Linked DNA regions of Mus musculus: all the other regions are linked to region 1. A link is a contact called in public Hi-C, Micro-C and promoter capture Hi-C data. All regions are on one chromosome and are shown on one strand. Each heading gives the region's core, a stretch centred on a gene start, on an enhancer-like site or on the middle of the called end of the contact. The rest is flanking DNA. Distances are from core to core; before and after follow the strand shown.

The links. Promoter capture Hi-C pulls out the DNA fragments that hold promoters and counts their contacts. A called contact is a pair of places that touch in the nucleus more often than the background predicts.
Region 2: a contact with region 1 is called in a promoter capture Hi-C map of liver, with 3 times the contacts expected there. The contact joins the enhancer-like site here to the promoter of BC062258 in region 1. A contact is called at or near these places in 1 of 39 promoter capture datasets (liver), 1 of 15 datasets of contacts at CTCF or cohesin (large pre-B cells), 1 of 484 Hi-C or Micro-C datasets (palatal mesenchyme) and 1 of 115 datasets of contacts at active chromatin or transcription factors (large pre-B cells).
Region 3: a contact with region 1 is called in a Hi-C map of B cells, with 8 read pairs. The contact joins the promoter of Jak1 here to the promoter of BC062258 in region 1. A contact is called at or near these places in 2 of 39 promoter capture datasets (hippocampal neurons and liver), 2 of 484 Hi-C or Micro-C datasets (B cells and the G1E-ER4 cell line) and 1 of 115 datasets of contacts at active chromatin or transcription factors (large pre-B cells).
Region 4: a promoter capture Hi-C map of liver shows a contact between it and region 1, with 3 times the contacts expected there. The contact joins the enhancer-like site here to the promoter of BC062258 in region 1. A contact is called at or near these places in 8 of 39 promoter capture datasets (the 3T3-L1 cell line, HPC-7-derived erythroid cells, cranial neural crest and 4 more), 2 of 484 Hi-C or Micro-C datasets (the G1E-ER4 cell line and liver) and 1 of 115 datasets of contacts at active chromatin or transcription factors (large pre-B cells).
Region 5: a contact with region 1 is called in a promoter capture Hi-C map of hippocampal neurons, with 6 times the contacts expected there. The contact joins the promoter of Raver2 here to the promoter of BC062258 in region 1. A contact is called at or near these places in 4 of 39 promoter capture datasets (hippocampal neurons, liver, second pharyngeal arch cranial neural crest and 1 more) and 1 of 115 datasets of contacts at active chromatin or transcription factors (cardiomyocytes).
Region 6: a contact with region 1 is called in a Micro-C map of the G1E-ER4 cell line. The contact joins the enhancer-like site here to the promoter of BC062258 in region 1. A contact is called at or near these places in 3 of 39 promoter capture datasets (frontonasal cranial neural crest, hippocampal neurons and second pharyngeal arch cranial neural crest), 4 of 484 Hi-C or Micro-C datasets (the G1E-ER4 cell line, cerebral cortex and palatal mesenchyme) and 2 of 115 datasets of contacts at active chromatin or transcription factors (astrocytes and embryonic stem cells).

The regions. Positions count from the first base shown.
Region 1 is chr4:99,928,245-99,931,235 of GRCm38.p6, forward strand. BC062258 (a long non-coding RNA gene) reads left to right here and starts at 1,574. Exons shown (of 2, transcript XR_003955079.1): 1 at 1,574-1,770; 2 at 2,401-2,991. It overlaps Pgm1 (phosphoglucomutase 1), which reads left to right and starts at 1,207. Exons shown (of 11, transcript NM_028132.3): 1 at 1,207-1,567. The coding sequence starts at 1,322.
Region 2 is chr4:101,368,364-101,371,354 of GRCm38.p6, forward strand. All of the region lies in intron 2 of 0610043K17Rik (RIKEN cDNA 0610043K17 gene), which reads left to right. Among named protein-coding and RNA genes, the nearest start is that of E130102H24Rik, 14 kb to the left of the region's middle. Within about 2 kb of position 1,563, at least 9 of the 459 cell types and tissues checked have an H3K27ac peak or open chromatin away from gene starts, as enhancers often do. A contact at or near this core is called in liver, where this site is marked.
Region 3 is chr4:101,263,676-101,266,666 of GRCm38.p6, forward strand. Jak1 (Janus kinase 1) reads right to left here and starts at 1,607. Exons shown (of 25, transcript NM_146145.2): 1 at 1,367-1,607.
Region 4 is chr4:101,171,500-101,174,490 of GRCm38.p6, forward strand. It overlaps Jak1 (Janus kinase 1), which reads right to left. Exons shown (of 25, transcript NM_146145.2): 10 at 2,587-2,710. Among named protein-coding and RNA genes, the nearest start is that of Gm24468, 14 kb to the right of the region's middle. Within about 2 kb of position 1,487, at least 81 of the 459 cell types and tissues checked have an H3K27ac peak or open chromatin away from gene starts, as enhancers often do. A contact at or near this core is called in liver, where this site is marked.
Region 5 is chr4:101,067,624-101,070,614 of GRCm38.p6, forward strand. Raver2 (ribonucleoprotein, PTB-binding 2) reads left to right here and starts at 1,415. Exons shown (of 12, transcript NM_183024.1): 1 at 1,415-1,706. The coding sequence starts at 1,491. It overlaps Gm35956 (a long non-coding RNA gene), which reads left to right and starts at 1,714. Exons shown (of 2, transcript XR_867959.2): 1 at 1,714-2,991.
Region 6 is chr4:100,992,645-100,995,635 of GRCm38.p6, forward strand. Cachd1 (cache domain containing 1) reads left to right here. Exons shown (of 27, transcript NM_198037.1): 24 at 85-246; 25 at 1,391-1,468; 26 at 2,091-2,192. Among named protein-coding and RNA genes, the nearest start is that of Raver2, 75 kb to the right of the region's middle. Within about 2 kb of position 1,462, at least 30 of the 459 cell types and tissues checked have an H3K27ac peak or open chromatin away from gene starts, as enhancers often do. A contact at or near this core is called in the G1E-ER4 cell line, where this site is marked.

The sequences.
Region 1 (2,991 bases), core at 324-2,823:
CATTTCAAGTCTGTATAGGTCTATGCCTCTATGGAATGTTTCTCTCTCTCTCTCTTTCCCTCTCTCTCTCTCTCTTTCTTTCTCTCTCTCTCTCTCTCTCTGGGTGTGTGTGTGTGTAGGAATACAGGCACAGTCATCATCACCACAACCTCTTTCTTGCAGAAATCCTTTTTGAAAGGTTTTACATTTGTTTAAGATGGACACTCACAGACTTAACTTTCTTAAAGGTATTTGTTTTCTTGGTATACTAAAATGACACATTTGTCAAGCAGAGACTCTTAACAAAAAAACAAAAACAAAAACAAAAAAAAACTAAGAAAGGCAGAAGAAAATATTCCTACCGAATAATCAAATCCTTTTTGACTGCCTTAGCTCTTGCTGTTTTCACAATCACTGGGTCCGCTGTCACAGTAATCCTTTGACGCCTTATAGCTGTATCTATGTTTATCTAGGCTGCCTTCAAAGTTTCCATTTCCTAGTTGTCAAACGTGATGGATGACAGACAGGCCAACCCTGGTAAGAGCCTGCCTGGCTTGTTCAGACCCAAACTGAGCTGAACTTCCTCAAGTGATGAAGGATTTTGTTTTGTTTTTCGAGACAGGGTTTCTCTGTGTAGCCCTGGCTTTCCTGGAACTCACTCTATAGACCAGGCTGGCCTCGAACTCAGAAATCTGCCTGCCTCTGCCTCCCAAGTGATGGGATTAAAGGCATGTGCCACCACCGCCCGGCGAGGAAGGATTTTATTATCGGAATTTCTCAGTGTTGTGAGCAGAAGCACGGAAAAATAAAACCCGTACTTTTGGAAGATCTAGAAACTATACACTAAACAAATCAGTTCTTCGGATATCCACAATCACTAATGAAGTAGCATGTGGCCCACAGCAAACACATAAAAAGTAGAAAGCTGAATATAACTTTGGGGTTGAGCCTGTCCTTGCAGAAAAAAAAAAAGTCGGAGGATGGCTTTTCTGTCTTTTAGACCAGCTTCTGGAATGTATACGTGACACTCTAGTCCAATCACAGTAACGTGCTGAACTCTTCGTCCTTGCACTATGATCGATAGATGAAGCTCTGCTCTCCAGTTAAAGAGCTAGTTTCTTTATATAGACCATTGGCTCAGGTAGAGATGTGTCAGTCGGGGAGACTCCGCCCCTCTCGACCCCGTGACCCGTCCCTCTTCCCAGGCAGCCGGACTTTGGCGAAGTGGGCGGGCCGTGGGCAGGCCCTGGGCCATCGTTTCCAGGGCAAGAGCAGAGCGGACCCTGAGCCCTCTGCAGCAGCCAGAGCCGCAGCCACTGTCGCCTCGCAGCCAACCGCCACCATGGTGAAGATCGTGACAGTGAAGACGCAGGCATATCCGGATCAGAAGCCGGGCACCAGCGGATTGCGGAAGCGAGTGAAGGTTTTCCAGAGCAACGCCAACTATGCGGAGAATTTCATCCAGAGCATCGTCTCTACCGTGGAGCCGGCGCTGAGGCAGGAGGCCACGCTGGTTGTGGGCGGGGACGGCCGCTTCTACATGACCGAGGCCATCCAGCTCATCGTACGCATCGCTGCAGCCAACGGGGTAAGGGACGCGCGGGCCGGGCTGAGCGTGTGCTACGTGCGGGCTTCTCTGGGCCGGCGCTTCCGTGCGCGCCACCATCCCGTCCCCGCCCCGCGCACGCTCCCTTGACCTTGGCAGTACCCCCGCCCCCACACCCCTATTCGGCTTCCCGTCCACCCCATCCCCCCACACCCCACGTTTCGCAATGGCTATGCCGGGGAAAGGTGAGCCCGCCGTGCAGACCCTGCGTGGCGCTGTGCTATTCTGGTCTGGGATTGGGGCACCTCCCGCTGACTCGAGGCCAGGTGTTGGGAGGGCCGGGGTGACCGGAGCACTCATCCCCCTGGGGCGTTAAGCCAGCGATCTGGGCCCGCAGGTGCCAAGCCTCTCTCCCTGCCCTCTGGTTGGCTTGGGAAAGGCGCTTCCTCCCCTGCCGGGCCTGCTGCCTGGGTTCAGGCTTTTGAAAAGTCCAGTCTCTGCTGGACCTGTTCCACCAAGGGGGCTGGACCTGAATTTTCATTAAAGCAATAACAATATACCCAAGGGCTCTCTTATGCAAGCTGTCCTGACAGGCCAGGAAATTAATGCAACGCCCCCAGTTCCGCCCCCTGGTTAAGAAGGTTAACTGTCTTAATTGAGCAGGTCCACTAGAGAGGTGAAACTTTTTTTTCTCCTATAAATCTGATGATTTGTAAATGTGGATTTGGAATTGGTTATTTGTTTCTACAAGATACTTTAAAAGAAGTTTTAAGGAACACGTTTTCTTTGTATATTTACAATAACATTGGACTTTCTCTCAGCTCCTCTGGGGCCCATTCCCTTCAACAATAACTTGTATTTCAACTTATTTCAAGCTGCCTTGCCAAGCACCGTGACAAACATTTCACTGGTGTGTCTCAAGAACCCTCTTGAAGCCCTATAAGGAAGACGCTATTATGGGTACTTTAAAGTCACCGAGGAGAGTACTAAAAAGCCTGGGCAGGTTAAAGAATTTACCAAAACTATAACGGGAACATTGAATCCAGCACGGACCTTCCGGTACCACTTGAGTGGCTTCTGAAAATCGAGGGACTCATAAATTGCAAGACCTTCTTTTTCCAGTTTTCAAGATCTAAACTGAGCTCTGTATGTAGACTTTCCTGGATGGGTCAGACATTGACAAACAGAGAAAGAAGTTGGGATTTGTATCTGTATGCCCAGGAGTGTTCAGACCACCACAGCTTTCCATGTGGGAGAGAGGCCGGTCAGCTCTGTGGGGAGGATCCCTTCAGCTCCACCCTTGCTCACAGGGGCCTCATTCAGCAGTCCCCTGGCCTATGCCCAGGACAGAGAATGGGTGGGGAAAAGGAAGGCTCCCAGGCAGGAGTGAGCCTTGTCGGTAGGAGCTTTTAGCATAGTGTGAGTTTTAGGGTTCAAATGGATTTCTGCCACTTTGGGAGTACTGT
Region 2 (2,991 bases), core at 313-2,812, 1.4 Mb after region 1:
AGGACTGCCTAGAGTATATGAGATGAAGAGAAATAAGGGGAAGAGGAAGGGAGTGAAAGAGATGGGGAAGGTGGAGGGTGGGGAAGAAGAGGAAGAGGAGGAGGAGAGAAAGAGGGTGAAGAATGCTTAGGTCATACATTTGAGGACTTTAGCACTTTATAGGTGGCTTTCTTTTTTCTTTTCTTTTTCTTTTTCTTTTTTTTTGATATTTTCTTTAATTACATTTCAAATGTTTTCCCCTTTCCAGTTCTCCCCTTCAGAAACCCTCTATCTCATCCCCCTTCCCCCCTGCCTCTATGAGGTGCTCCCCCACCCACCCACTCCCATCCTCCCACACTGGCCTTCCTCTACACTGGGGCATTGAACACCCTCAGGCCCTCAGGCCTCTCTTCCCACTGATGTCCAACAAGGCCATCCTCTGTCACATATGTAACCAGGGCCATGGGTCCCTCCATATGTATTCTTTGGTTGGTGGTCCAGTCCCTGGGAGCTCCTGGGGAGGGGGTGTCTGGCCTGTTGACACTGTTGCTCCCTCCATGGGGCTGCAAACACCTTCAGCTCCTTCAGTCCCTTCTCCATCTCCTCTATCAGGGACCCTCAAGCTCAGTCCCTCTGTATTTGTCAGGCTCTGGCAGAACCTCTCAGGAGACAGCCATATCAGGCTTCCATCAACAAGCACTTCCCATCATCCACAATAGCGTCTGGGTTTGGTGGCTGTATATGGGATGGGTCCCCAGGTGGGGCAGTCTCTGGATGGCTTTTCCTTCAGTCTCTGCTCCATACTTTGTGTTGATATTTCCTCCTGTGAGTATTTTGTTCTATAGGTGGTTTTCTAAATGAGCTCCTGCCCATATTTTCTCTGATGAGATAATAAGACACCCTCCCCCCCCCCAGGTTAGAGCTTCTTGCTAGCCCACCCATTCTAACACTCCTCCGGGGTTTTCCAAGAGTATGAGAGGAGAGCTTTTGTAGGAGGTGTGGGCAGAGACAGATACTCCACAGACACAAGAGCTGTCAGTTTTGCTTTCAGACATCTTTGCTGGGGATGGAACCCGGGGCCTTGCACATGCTAAGCACACACTCTATGACCGAGCCATACACCAGGCTGAAGTTTGACTTAGAGACGGCAAGAACCTACCCGTTTTAACTGGAACCTTGACTTTCTGCAAGTATCTGAATATGCAGCTAACACTACAGTTCAGCTTTATAACATTTCAACAGCAGAAAGACTCCCTCTTGCTTTTCTGTTTCCATCTTTGCTCCCACCCCAGTCACAGGCAACCCCTGAGCTGACTGTCACTACAGGGTTAGCCCATCCTACCTAGGATTTACAATTGTTATAGAAATGGATTCATAAATTATATGGTCTTTTGTGTCTGATTCTTTCCCTTTTTATTTTGACATTTAGGAGTGTGTGTGTGTGTGTGAGAGAGAGAGAGAGAGAGAGAGAGAGAGAGAGAGAGAGAGAGAGAAAGAAAATGTGTGTGCCTGTCATGGTGTGCATGTGAAGGTCAAAGGACAACCCACAGGGTCAGCAGCTCTCTCCTGACACCATGTGGGCTCCAGGAGTTGAACTCTGACCCCCAGGCTGTGTGGCACGTGCCCTGGCTGCCACACAGCTAGGCCCTGGTTCTTTCCGTTCCTTACAAGGCTATATTGTGGTGATATCCTACTCAGTGCTATACAATATTTTGTCAGCTTGACAGCGGGTGGAGATCCCTTCTCAAGGGTGGGTCATAATGAGTAAGACTGCTGCAAGTATTTTAATGCAAGCCTGTATGTGGACATAGTTTGTTTTTTAATCTCAGGGGGTTATCCAGAAGTTGAATTGTTAAGTTCAGTGTATGTTTAAGTTTTTTAAACATGCCAGACAGGTTGGGCACATTAGTTTGTACCCGGAGTCACACCTCCTCTGGAGGTGGGGGTTTTATGTACTAATTTGGTATCTTGCAATTTCATTAAACATACTTATTATCTTTAATACATTCATTTTGGTCATTTGGAGTTTCATGTGTGTGTATGAGTAGGAGGGGGGTGTATTGCAATTCAACTCAGTACCTTGTACATGATAATCAAGTATTCTGTCACTTAGCTATACCCAGCCCTTTATTCGTCTTTCATATGTCATTATGTTGTCTGAAATTATATTAGCTTCTTTTTTTAAAGAACTATTTGTGTTTACTTTATGTATACAAATATTTTGTCTACATGCATATGTATATATGCCTGGCGCCCACAGAGGCTGAAAGAGGGTATCTGATCCTGAAACTGCAGTTACAGACAGTTGTGCACAGCCCTGTAGGTGCTGGAAACCAAGCTAGGTCCTCTGGAAGAGCAGTATGTGCCCTTAACCGCTGAGTCCTCTCTCCGGCCCCACATTAGCTTTAAATTTTTTCATTACATTTTATTTATTGTGTGTGTTTGTACTCATATACACGCAAGCCATAACTTGTATGTGGAAGTGAGAGGCCAGCCTTTGGCAGGCAGTTCTCTCCTTCCATTGTGTGTCCTGAGGATTGAACCCAGGTTGTCCAGCTGAGCATTCACTGAGCCATCTCACTGGCCTGACCTCACTGAGACATCTCACTGGCCTGACCTCACTGAGCCATCTCACTGGACTGACCTTAGCCCCCCCCCCCCTTTTTTTAAAGACATAGTTTATGTATGAGTGTTTTGCTTGCATGTATATCTGTGTACTACATGCCTTCAGAGGTCAGAAGAGGATGTTAAAACTAAAGTTACAGACAATTGTGAGCAGCTCTATGGGAACTGGGACTAGAACCCTGGTCCTTGAACCCTGGTCCTCCTCAAGAACAAGTGATCTTAATCATGGAACGGTCTCTCCAGCCCCTGACATTAGTTTTCAAACAGTTATAACTCACAGTAACATTTACATGCTTTGCTCACGTCACGTCAGTCAGCATCTCTCTGTTGCTCGGCACTATCACTACAAATACCCAGTACTTCTAAGGGTAGGGTAGGGTCCTCTAA
Region 3 (2,991 bases), core at 357-2,856, 1.3 Mb after region 1:
GAGGCATTTATTCCATTTTATAAAGCATGTTATACCAGAACTGTCTAAATGCTGGCCTGCAGTCTCCATTAACCTTCACCATGATGCACAAGAGAACAAACCGATCACTCAATAAAAAAGTATCCCCTAGATGTTGGAAAACTGAAGCCAGGGATGAAATGACTTTGCACACAGGGCCCCAAGTCTAATTTTTTACCTGGTAACCACACATGATCTCTCAACTTGGGTACTACTGACTGACATTTTGAACAAGATCATAGTTGCTCCACATAGCCCCAAATTCCAGTACTTGGAAAACATCAGAGTCCCCACAAGCAAAAGCAATAGGCAACACAAAATGTGGTTTTTAGAAAGGGAAGGTATAAAAATTTAATCAATGCAAAATGTTCATTTAAAAAGAAAAAGAAAAAAGTTTTTTACACCACCCGTAACTCAAACATTTTCTTTTTAAACGGGGAAGGCAACACCCAAAGACTAGATAATTTTATCTGTCTCAGCATTCTACTTATTTAACGGCCCAAGTTTTTAATGCCTTCTTCCCTGAAAGAAGTAAAGGTAATTTTATACTACCGTAAATACCTGCGACTGAGCTCTATGACTGGGGAGGAATTTTAATAGCATGGATACTGATGTATCCAAGCAGAGGCAGAAGACAGGTCACAGCCATGAATTAAGACTATTAGGGCCCAGTCCTAGTTCCCGAGAAATCACAGAGGATACACCTCCGAAGGGGGCACACAGGCACCAGGAGATAACCACACCTCTGGTCTAGTCTCCCTAAAGAACTCCCTTCATAAACACTCATCATCCTAGGAGCCTGGGAGTGTCTCCAGAGGGGTGCCTACTGCTTCTGAGTCGACGGGGGCGTTCGTTCGCGCGGAACCGGAGCCAGGAGTTGGGGAGCCACAGACACTGGTCCCAGTTTCGATGAATCGGGTCCCTTCGGGTAGGACCTATAGTCGTCTCTCCCCATTCCCTTCACCCATGGCCCTCCATCATGCTACATTCCGGCAAGCTGCGGTTCGGAGTTCCCGGGGCGCGCCCCCACGCAGACCCAAACCCCAAAAGTCCCCCACCCCCGCAAGAGCTGACCAGGGGTGAACGCGGGCCACGACCCTCGGCGAGTCCTGCGGTCCGGGCTGTTGCGGCGCCAGAGGCCGTCGGCGCGCAGGCCGCGGGGCCATAAACAGGATGTCGGCGGAGCGGGCCGCTGTTAGCGGAGCGGCCCTCCCTCGCCTCCCGGCAGCCCCGCCGCCTGGAAATCCCCGCCCCGGCCGCCCTGGCCGCTCGGCCGCCCGGCTCCGCGCCCCTCTCACGGTCCCCGAGCTGGCCACGGCGGTCTCCACCTCCCCACCGGGACACTCACCACTTCCGTGTGCGCCGGGCCGCGCGGCTCCTTGGCGCAGGGTCGATCTGGGTCAGGAGTCTGGCAGGCAACTCAGCCTGCCGTGCAGGGTCCGGCGTGGACACCCGCGGCTAAGGAGAGGCACCGAAAGGACGAGCGAGGCTGGGCGCGGACCCCGCGGCGCGTCAGCGGCTGCCGGCTACTCCGCGGCTGCGGCGGCCTGCGCTCTAAAAACGCACCGGCGCCCCGCCCCTCCAACTCTGAACGATCACGCCCCTTGTACGGCCCAGCCCCCGTGACGTCAGAAGCTGCTCCTACAATTGGACAGAGCCAAGACCCAAGACTGAGGACCTTGGAGTCCCCGCCTGCCCAGGCTCGCACTCCAGCAAGTGTCTCCGCTCGCTTCCGCTTACCAAGTAGCTTGTGAGAATTGAACTCAAACTGGACATACTGGCACACTTCTTTAATCCCAACACTCCGGGAGGCAGAGACAGGTGGATCTCTGTGAAATGACCTGTCCCCCCACCCCGCCAAAAAAAAAAGAAAAAGAAAAAAAGAAGAGAAGAGAAGAGAAGAGGGGAGGGGAGGGGAGGGGAGGGGAGGGGAGGAGAGGGGAGGGGAGGGGAAGGGAGGAGAGGAGAGGAGCGATGAAATCACTCACGCAGGGAATAAGAATTTGCCCTCTGGAGCAACCTGTGCCCTTGGAGGCATTATCCGTGCCCTGTGTGTTTACATCTGCCCCATCCCAGCCACTCTAGAAGATGGTTCTGGAAAGACTTGCCTAGCAAGAACGAAAGTCACTTTGTCAGTTGTTGCGATAAAATATTTGACAAAAGTAATTTAAGGAAAAAAGAGTTTATTACCCTGTACAGTTGGAGCGAACACAGACCATCATGATGAGAAGTCGTGATGACAGAAACTTGAGGTGGAAAGTCACATTGCGCGCATGCTCAGGAAGAAGAGAGGATGAATTCTTGTGTTAGCTTTCTCCTGGGTATTAAATCCAGGACCACAGTCCATGGAATGGTTCTGCCCACAGATAAAGTGGATCTTATCTCCATTACCCTAATCTAGATAATCCTCAAGGGCACAGCCAAGGGGATAGACTAGTCTACAGAATCCCTGCGCAAAGCAAGTCTTCTAGGAGACCCTAATCTAGGTAATGTTGAAGGGCATGGCCAAGGGGTAACCTAATCTAAACAATCCCTCACAGGTATAGCTGATCTCCTAGGTGATTCTAATAGTCAAACTGACAATACTAACCATCATGAGGACTTAACCAGAAACAAAACCTCCGGCTTCCACGAGTTTCTTCAGGCCCAGCCTCTGTTCTGTGGTGTAAGAGCTCCAAAAGGAGCAGGGGAGAGAAACAAACTATGGAAAAGAGTAATAAGAATTAACATCCATTCCTACCTAATCTGTGTCCAGTGCTTTTGAGTTTTCATTATCATAATCTTTCACAGTAGGTTTGTTCAGTCTTATCCTATCCACAAAAACAAAATAAACAAACAAAACCCTGTAGCTCTCAGGTGTCTTCCATTCTGGCATCTTAAACTTGTGGGGTGTTTGCCAGAGAAGACCTGATCAGACATGGGCTTAAGCCTTTAGAAAGACTTTCTTAGCTGACCAGCAACTACAGTGGGTGT
Region 4 (2,991 bases), core at 237-2,736, 1.2 Mb after region 1:
GAAACTGTATGTCTAAAAATATCCCCCAATAAACTTCATCAACAAGCCAACCAAGCAGTAAGTCAATAATGAAATAGTACCCGGAAAGTAAAAAGGGGCCAGCACGTCACATATGGAGAGCTTACAGCTACAGAAAGGTCATCTGCGTTTTGACCTGTGAGATGAAGGTCGTGAAAAAATGTCACAGGATTGTTGCAAAAGTCATAGGACTTTTGTTTAAAGAAAAAAACCAAAACCTTCACACATTTTAGAATGATCAATTATTGAAAACTGAACCCTAAATGGGTATCTATATCACCTCCTCTTGTAGAACAAGGTAGAAGAAGGGCAAAAAGAATGTGCGAAGGAGGAAGGGGTGGAGTGTTAGAGAGCCTTTTCCTGGCACACCACGGCTCCTGCACTCTTGAACTCTCAGTGATTGTGATATCAGGATAAGACTGGGCCGGTTAACATTTTATCATGGAGGGGAGGAAGGGATTAGGAGGCTTCCATCCCTCCTGATGAGGTTAATACAGTTAATAGCTGCTGGGGGAGGAAGAGACATTGTCTTTAGTGGTATAGCTGCTAGGATGGATCTTGTGTTCCTATGAGCAATCCTAATTAAAATCATTTGGTCATCAAAAAAAAAAAAAAAAAAAAAAAGACATGACAACGGAAGAAGGACTTTCTGAGAAGAGACTGGCAGGAGTTAGAGTGGGCAAGGATCATGGGGGTTGAATAAGGATCATATTACATATATATATATATATATATATATATATACACACACACATACATACATATACCCACACATGAATGAAAATATAATAAACCCATTATTATGTATAATTAATATATGATATTTTTATAAGAAAAAAACCATTAGTACTTTATAAAGATTAACCAGTGTATGTATGAAATAAGAACTGTGAAGGTTAAATTCACTCGGAACTCTTTCAGAGTGAGCCCTCACACACTATGAACCAGCCCAAGGAGAAGCACACACACTGGGAGCTGGGAGCTGGGAGCTGGGAGCTGGCTGTCCATCCAGGCCATAATTCCAGCACCACAAAAACCTGTCCGAGAAGCTTTCTTCCATGGCTCTTCTTATACAAAGAAAAAAAATATAAAGAGTGAGAGCCAGAAAGATGTCTTTATAGTAAAAACTGGGACATGACATTTAAGACATCCGTGTCCACAAGGTTAATGCATCCTACAAACCCAGACAATGGAACAGCACCACCTCTATCATATGGCCTCTGTAAGTTCTCTTTAGCTGCATGTACAATCAACAATCCTCTTTGTGACTGTCCTTTCCCCAGGCAACCTGACTGACTAGGATGTTGCTCTGAGTCTACCTCAGAAGGCGGGGCTACCTTACAGCCATGCATACTAATAAACTTCCTCCAAAGACTGACCAGTAAGTGAAAACAGGAAGCCACCAAGCCCAAGGCAGCCCTGAGGTCTGGCTGTTCAGGAACACTCCTGGAACTTTACCCAGTACATCTGGCAGCACTGGGTTCCTTATGTGACTTCCTCCTTCCACTTTGACAGAGCCCAGTCCTCGGGGCTCTCTTAACACTTGTCTCCTGTGTCTGATGCTTTGCCTCCATCAACAGGTTCTTTCAACTCAGTTTTCCAGTCTGGGTGAGTCTCACTATTGCTGGTAGATTTAATGTAGACTAACATAAAACTCACCACCCTCACTGGACCTGGTGGAACATTCCTTCAACCTTAGCACTCAAGAGGCAGAGGCCACTGATCTCTGTGAGCACAAGGCCAACTTAGTCTACATTATGAGATCAGGGACAGCCAGAGCTACACAGAGAAATCCTGTCTCAAAACAAACAAACAAACAAACAAACACACCAAGAAAAGCCCAACCCCACAACAAACAAAACCTCACCCTCGACATCTTCTAAAATTCTCTAAAACCTTTTAAGCATTCTAAAATGTTGCGTGAATAGAAAAGGCACTGCAGGGACCATGAATCAGCAATCGTTTGGAGCTGCATCTGGCTGTTTATGCAGCAGACACTTTGGGAAAGCAATTTATGTTAAAATGCCCAAAGCTGTTGCTGGGGGAAACAGGCCATGTTGACGAGGTGGCTCTTTGACATTAGCCTACACCAGAGAATGCCACAGGCAAACACAGTTCTAGGTTTGATGATTCTGCCACTGGCTATAGAGTAAGTCACTCTAGATAATTAAGCTAAAGTTCACATGTGCCTGATGGAATGGCGGTTTTCTGGTCACATTCTACCTTCTAAGGTTACAGTCCTTCTCCGGAGAGAAAAGAGAAGAGAAGGGAAGGAGGAAGAAAAGGAGAAGAGGGAAGGAAGGAGGGGAGAGGAAAGAAGAGGAGGAAGAAAAGGAGGAAGGGCGACAGGGAGGGAAGGAAGGAGGGAGGGAGGGAGGACCAGACATAGGAAGAATACAGAGTCGTGCTATTGAGTGTCCTATCAGGTAGGATATTCTTTCCAGACTACCAGAGACTTGCTCAGAGAGAGACCCTGGTGTTCCTTTCTCCCACAGTTCCTGGGCTGGGTGGTAGTGAACAGATACCTTGTAGCTGCATCCCCTGGCCCACATCTATGTCCCCACTGACCTCAGACTTTTCAAAGCAGGTGACAGTCATAAGAATGTTGTCAAAGTCGGTGCAGCTCCACCTCAGCACGTACATCCCCTCTTCACTCCCTTCCTGCCGCAGCTTATTGATGGCATATTCTGTGCTGGAGAGAGAAGTAGGCAAGGACAGAGGCTCAAACCATAGAACACAAGCTGCCAGGGACACCCAGCCACACCCTGTCACCTGCCTGGCTCCTAAGGTCCTCTCTGGCGTGGTATGAAGCACGTGGTGAGAAGGAGTTTGAGACATCCAGAGCTTCCAATTTCTAGGAAAAAAACTCACCTACTGCACCCAACACACAGAGGTCTGCTTTACTGTCACAAAATCTACAAAGACATGTCTCCACATCTTACCATAAAGTGTACCTTAATACTAGGAAGTAAG
Region 5 (2,991 bases), core at 165-2,664, 1.1 Mb after region 1:
GAAGAATCACACAGTGAGTGACTGTCGTCTCTATCTTCTTTCACCTAATGATCTGGAGGTTCACCTACCTTTTGGCAGCCTTCGCCTTCCTTTTATAGCTGAACAATATTCCACTGTGGGTACAGACTGTAATAGGCCTATTGGATCTTCTCTCTGTGTCTAGGGAATAGGGTTGTAAATACTGGGGCACCGCCCTCACTCATGTTAATGATGTAAGTATTCTAGAACAGTCTGAGGACTATTAACCGTAATTTTGGGGTAGAGTGATTACAGATGACTTATTTTTATAATATTTAGAACATTGAGCCTAATCACACCAGCTTCCATTTCTTCATGTGTAATGGGAAGAAAATAAGCTTTGCCTAATTGGATTTTTTTTAAAGGGAAGCACTGTAACATACTTAGAAATATGTGGGTGGCACCTGCTCAGTACTGAATTTATGATTTTATTCATTTGATGTGTGTGTGTGTTTCTCTGGAAGCCAGAAAAGTGCATTGGATCCGCTGGAGGCAGAGTTACAGGTAGTTGTGAGCCATCTGACTTGGGTACTCGAATTAGTACTGTGGTCCTCTGCAAGAGCAGCAAGTGCCCTAAAGCGATACGCCATCTCTCCAGCCCTTTCATGATATTTAAAGCATTTTCCTTTAACAGATCACTTGCTGGGTTAAACAGGCTTTTTTTTTTTTTTTTTTTTTTTTGTGCATTTTCATGGGGCACACTTAAGTAAGGTGTGTGTTCCTATTTGCTAATAGTCATTACAGCTGGTGAGAGTTGAAGGGTATTTATTATATTTTGTAGATCTCACTTTAACTAGGTATATCTTTCCACAGTATGTCTCCTTCCAAGTTTCAATTCAAATAATCAAGGAACTTATTCCCCTGCCTTCTGCCGAAGCTGTCCTAGTCTTTGTTTCAGCTTTGATTTGTGTTGCAAATACAACTAGCCAGGTTGTCATCTTAGGCCGCAAAGGGACCGATGAAAGATAATGATTTCTTATACACAACCAGGAAAATTTGTTATGCTCAGGTCTTACTAAATAATACCAAACCTTCCCCCAGAATATTTTTAGATAAATCTCATATGTTATTTTTCATCGAAAACTTAACTTTGCCAAATGCGCACTTCTTGATGTGTCAGAATTGAGGCCAGGAGTTCTCTGGCCTGCGCAGTGGCGCCTGAGGCCCTCGGATTTGAGAGGCGAGGCCGAGCGCGGCGAGCTAGGGGTAGTGTTGGTAGGGGTTCGAGTCCCACCATGTTACCGCGTCCTAGATTCCGCAGGTGTCCTGCAGGGGGAGGGGGCGGAGCGTCGGGGGCGTGGCTGGATAGGGCGTGTCTCCGGGCTCCGCCCCTCCCGCGTCGGCGGCTGCGGCGCCTCCCCCGCCCGCGCGCCCTTGCTCCGCGTCCGGCCCGCCTCGCCCCCGCGCGGCCTCTCCGCTTTCTCTCCCGCTTCGCTCCGGCCTCTCCGAGTCTGCAGCGGGGCGCCGGGAAGATGGCGGCGCGGGGAGGCGGCGCGGGGGGCGCGGGCTCGGGATCCGGACCCTCTGCTGGGACGGCGGGGGAGGCCGCGGAGCCCGCGCTGCGCCCGGGGGAGGTGGCTGCGCTGCACCCCCAGGAGGTGGCTGCACGGCTGCAGCGGATGCGACGGGAGCTGAGCAACCGGCGGAAAATCCTAGTGAAAAACCTGCCCCAGGACAGCAGCTCCCAGGTATGGGCACCGGGCCGGGGTGACCGGGGCGGGTTTGGGGACACCGCAAAACCGGAGGAGACCGTAATGGTCCCGGCGCCTAGGAGAGAAGGAGGTATGCGCACCGAGCCCAGAGCCCTTTGCCTCGACGAAGCCTTTCTGCAGCCAGCGAGAGCAGCGTGTTGGGAAACTGAGGCTGGGCAAGGCGGAGCGGCTCGTGCAAGGTCAGGGGGTTCTGGGGCGGATGCTGCCACGTCTGGTCTGTACTTTGTGTTCCCTCCAGCCCAAGGCGGTGTTGAAGGTGAAGGCGCGTGGTGGGGAGCTGAGGAGCTCAGATTTAGGGGGCTGGCTTCCGGAGCCCCTCGAGAAGGGAAGGGGTCCCGCGTAGGGTGTTGGGGACTTGGATTGCCACGGGGGCGGGGTCACGGGAAAGCTGGGCGAGTTCTTCTGCAGAAGCACTTGACCAAGTTTGTATGAAACAACTTTGCTCCGCTTGTTAAGGCCGCAGAGAGCAGAGGCTGATACTGCGCCGGCAGTCTTGCAGCCTTCTGCCAAACCAAGTATGGCAGGATTTGTTTCTGTGCTTGCGCGGAGTTTAAAGCTAAGCAGCTCGCAGTCTTTAATCCAGATTAACTGTTGCTTCTTGGATTAGAAAGCCCGAGTCGACTTAACTTCTTTTTTTTTTTTTCCCTGATTGCGAAAGTTAAAATCTTATTGTAGGAGCGCTAGAGAATTTGAAGGATTTTCTCGGGATTCATATTCATTCATTCTCATTCATAGCCCTCCCCATTTTTTTCTCTCTGTTTTTCCCTCTTTTCCTCTCCTTTCTTTCTTTGAGACAGCGTGCCAAGTATCCCCAGGCAGGCCTTGAATTTCTGATCCTCCTTTCTCCACCTACCATGTGCTAGGATTTCAGGTGTGTACCACAGGCTCGGCGCAACAGTCCTGCATGCATGAGAGAGTGTGTGTTTATTACTCCCAAGACTTCATGAATGCATGCAACACTCTACCAACTGAACTATAACCATGTTGTCTTTCTTCCTTTTCTTGTGCACAAGTATGCACATGCATTTGTTTTTGTTTTTTATCAAAAACATGAAACAATGTAGCATTCTTTAGGTTTCCTACAGTTTTCCTGAAGATGCTTGTACGTTGCATGTATAGGTATTTGGTGTAAACTAGATCTGCCTTGATAGGTCGGACCACGGAAGGAATTTCATAAACCCACCCTATTCTGTTATGAAATTCCTCATACAGAGTTCATACAGAGTTGCAAGAGGACTGGTTAGTGACAGTTGCATGTTCT
Region 6 (2,991 bases), core at 212-2,711, 1.1 Mb after region 1:
CTCCCACCACGCTTGCTCCATGCCCACCTCTCCCTGCACTTGTGAGATGCTGACACGACACATCCATTCATTTCTTCTCCGCAGGTGATGAGGTGATCACACTAAACATGATTAAGAGTGCTCCGGTGGGCCCTGTGGCCGGAGGCATCATGGGCTGCATCATGGTGCTGGTCCTTGCCGTGTATGCTTACCGCCACCAGATCCATCGCCGCAGCCACCAGCACATGTCACCTCTTGCTGCTCAAGGTGAGTACAGAAAGCCTCTTGGAGGTTGTTGAGCAGCGATTTGAATAGGCCTCTCAGAAATCGTAGAGCAGCGTGACATCTGATGTCCCCAAAGCCTGCTTTCTAATTTAGTGCCTAAATTCCACATGCCCCATTTTGATTACCCAGAAAATACCAGGCCCTTTCCAGATACTGCCGGCATCCTCATCCCTCACATACTCCGTGGCTTACATGAACTGGGCAGCTAGCGTGCTGACCCACAGGGTGTCAGCATGCTGCCCTTGCAGGTCTGAACCCAAGCAAATCAGAGACCTCCAGATCATTATGAGCAAGAATTTGAATCTATCCAATGGCCTTCCTGTACATTAGAATAATCAGATCTTTCCAAACAGAATAAATCATCGAAGCAAACTATAAAAAGAGTTGGCCTATATTCGTGACCTTGTTGCCATCTGAGTCTGCCATCTGTACTCAAAGCCATTCCCACCCTTCCCGAAGTCCCCAGAGATATGTCAGCCTGCCCTTTGTGAAACTCACAGTTTTCCTGTCCACTTAGCTCAGCTTGTAGGACTAGTGACAAGTTGGTGTTAGGTGTTGCTATGACGACAGACCTGACACAGCATAGCCACAGAGAAAGGTATACCTACCTGAGAATCGGCTAGACTCAGGGTGGCCGCATCCAGTGTGGCCTTGCACCTGTATGCAGCTCTGGAGCCTTTTCACGGCTCAGCCAGTAACGCTTCAGACCCACTTCTTCTGCTTAAGCACTTGATAGAAGATTAACAATGAGCTGGCCTCCACCCGTTTCTTCTTTCTCCAGAACACTATTCTAGATGCTCTTCCCTTATTCTCTTGTTCTTCCTTTGTCTCTGCCCACCCATGTATCAGACAGAGGCATCTGTTCATTCTCTTGCAAGCTCATTATTTTATTTTATTTTATTTTATTTTATTTTATTTTATTTTATTTTATTTTATTTGAGGGGCTGGAGATAGAACCCAGCACACTTGAGGAGAGCTTTCTACCACTCTCCTCCATCCTCTGCCCTGAACTCATTCTTGACGGAATGCTGTCACCTAGCCATCAAACCATCACTCAGCAGGGTATTAAAGCCCATGGTTTTGTTTGATTAAATAGTCATGTTTCTCTCTTTCTAATGATGGACAGAAATGTCAGTGCGTATGTCCAACCTGGAGAATGACAGAGATGAAAGAGACGATGACAGTCATGAAGACAGAGGCATCAGTGAGTATCTGCCACCCCCTGCCTCGTGTGTCAGCGGGAGGCTAATCCAAAATAAATATTCTTTCTTATGTCCTTTTGGCTTGTATTAAAATTTCAGAAGCTTTGACATGGTAGATTTTTTTTTCCTCCCCTTTTCACTAGGAATAGGTGTGGGTCTCTGCTTTGTTTCAGAATATCTCTTTTTTTTGGGATGTTATCTTTTACACTTTCTTTGACCTAAAGCCTCTCGCCCCATGACTTTTCCAACATGTTGTTTTAGAAAGAGAACTTTCTAGAAAAAATTTTTTTAGTCCCCTAATTAGTGTACACATCTCAGAGTAATGGAAAAGTGCTTTCTTTCTTAAAAGAGACTTCTGTTGATGTTGAACTCCCATGGCCTTTCGCTGCCTAGACGTTAGCCTGCTGGTGCCTGGAGATAAGCAGCTGACCGCCCCTCCCTGCATCAGCCCTAAGCCAGCTTCCCCCACCCCCATCCTTAGGATTCTTTTAAAAATTATTTATTCTAACTTCTGAAAGACTGACCCTTCCAACACGTGAGTGAGTGGGCATGCTCAGAGCAAGGGGGTTGAACAATGAAGGCACTGGCACAGGAATGACATTAATTGTCCGTGACGTCCTACAGTCAGCAACACCCGGTTCATAGCTGCAGTCATGGAGCGACACGTACACAGTCCAGAAAGGAGGCGACGCTACTGGGGCCGCTCGGGAACTGAAAGTGATCATGGTAAGATCTGGTGTCCGGCATTCGAGCTCCCAGAGGCCTGGGCTATGCTGTGGGAGGCGGGCACAGACTGACTCTCTCTTTCTCCTGTTCTGTTCGTAAGCTAATTTATTTTGACATAGTTTCCCCAAAGGATACACCCAAGCATGACATGGTTTGAGAAAAGTGTCAAGCTAAAGGGCCCTGACCACACAGATTGCTTTCAAGTTTTTCTCCATCGAGAAGGTGGGGGCTGGTGAGATGGCTCAGTGGGTAGAGATTCTTGCAGCCATGCCTGATGACCTGAGTTCAATCCATGGAATCCACATGACAGAAGGAAAGAGCTGATTCCCCCAAGTTACCTCTGACTGCCCCACACCACAGTGTACAGGCACACATACACAAATAAGTGTAAATTTTTTTCTTCTCTATATAGCCTTAGCTGTCCTGGAATTCACTTTGTAGGCCAGGCTGGCCTTGAATTCATCGAGACCTTTTTGACACTTATTTCATATCTGTAACCAAATACCAGGTGAAAAAAACTTCAGGGAGGAATTATTCCTTTGGCTCAAGGTTAAGAGGTTCAGTTTGGTTGCTAAGCAACCATATTATGGCTTAGGCCTGTATCTTAAGTAAAACACCATAGTGGCAGGGGCAGTCTTAGAAGACAGCTGTGACCATCCTACCCAGGGTGGATGGAGTCGGGGGCATACACCAGAAAAATAGTCAAGGTAATATAAATCAGGAGCAATCACCAATGACCCACTTCCTTCATCCAGGTCTCATCTCCCAGAGTTCCCAGAACTTTCCAAAATAATGTTTC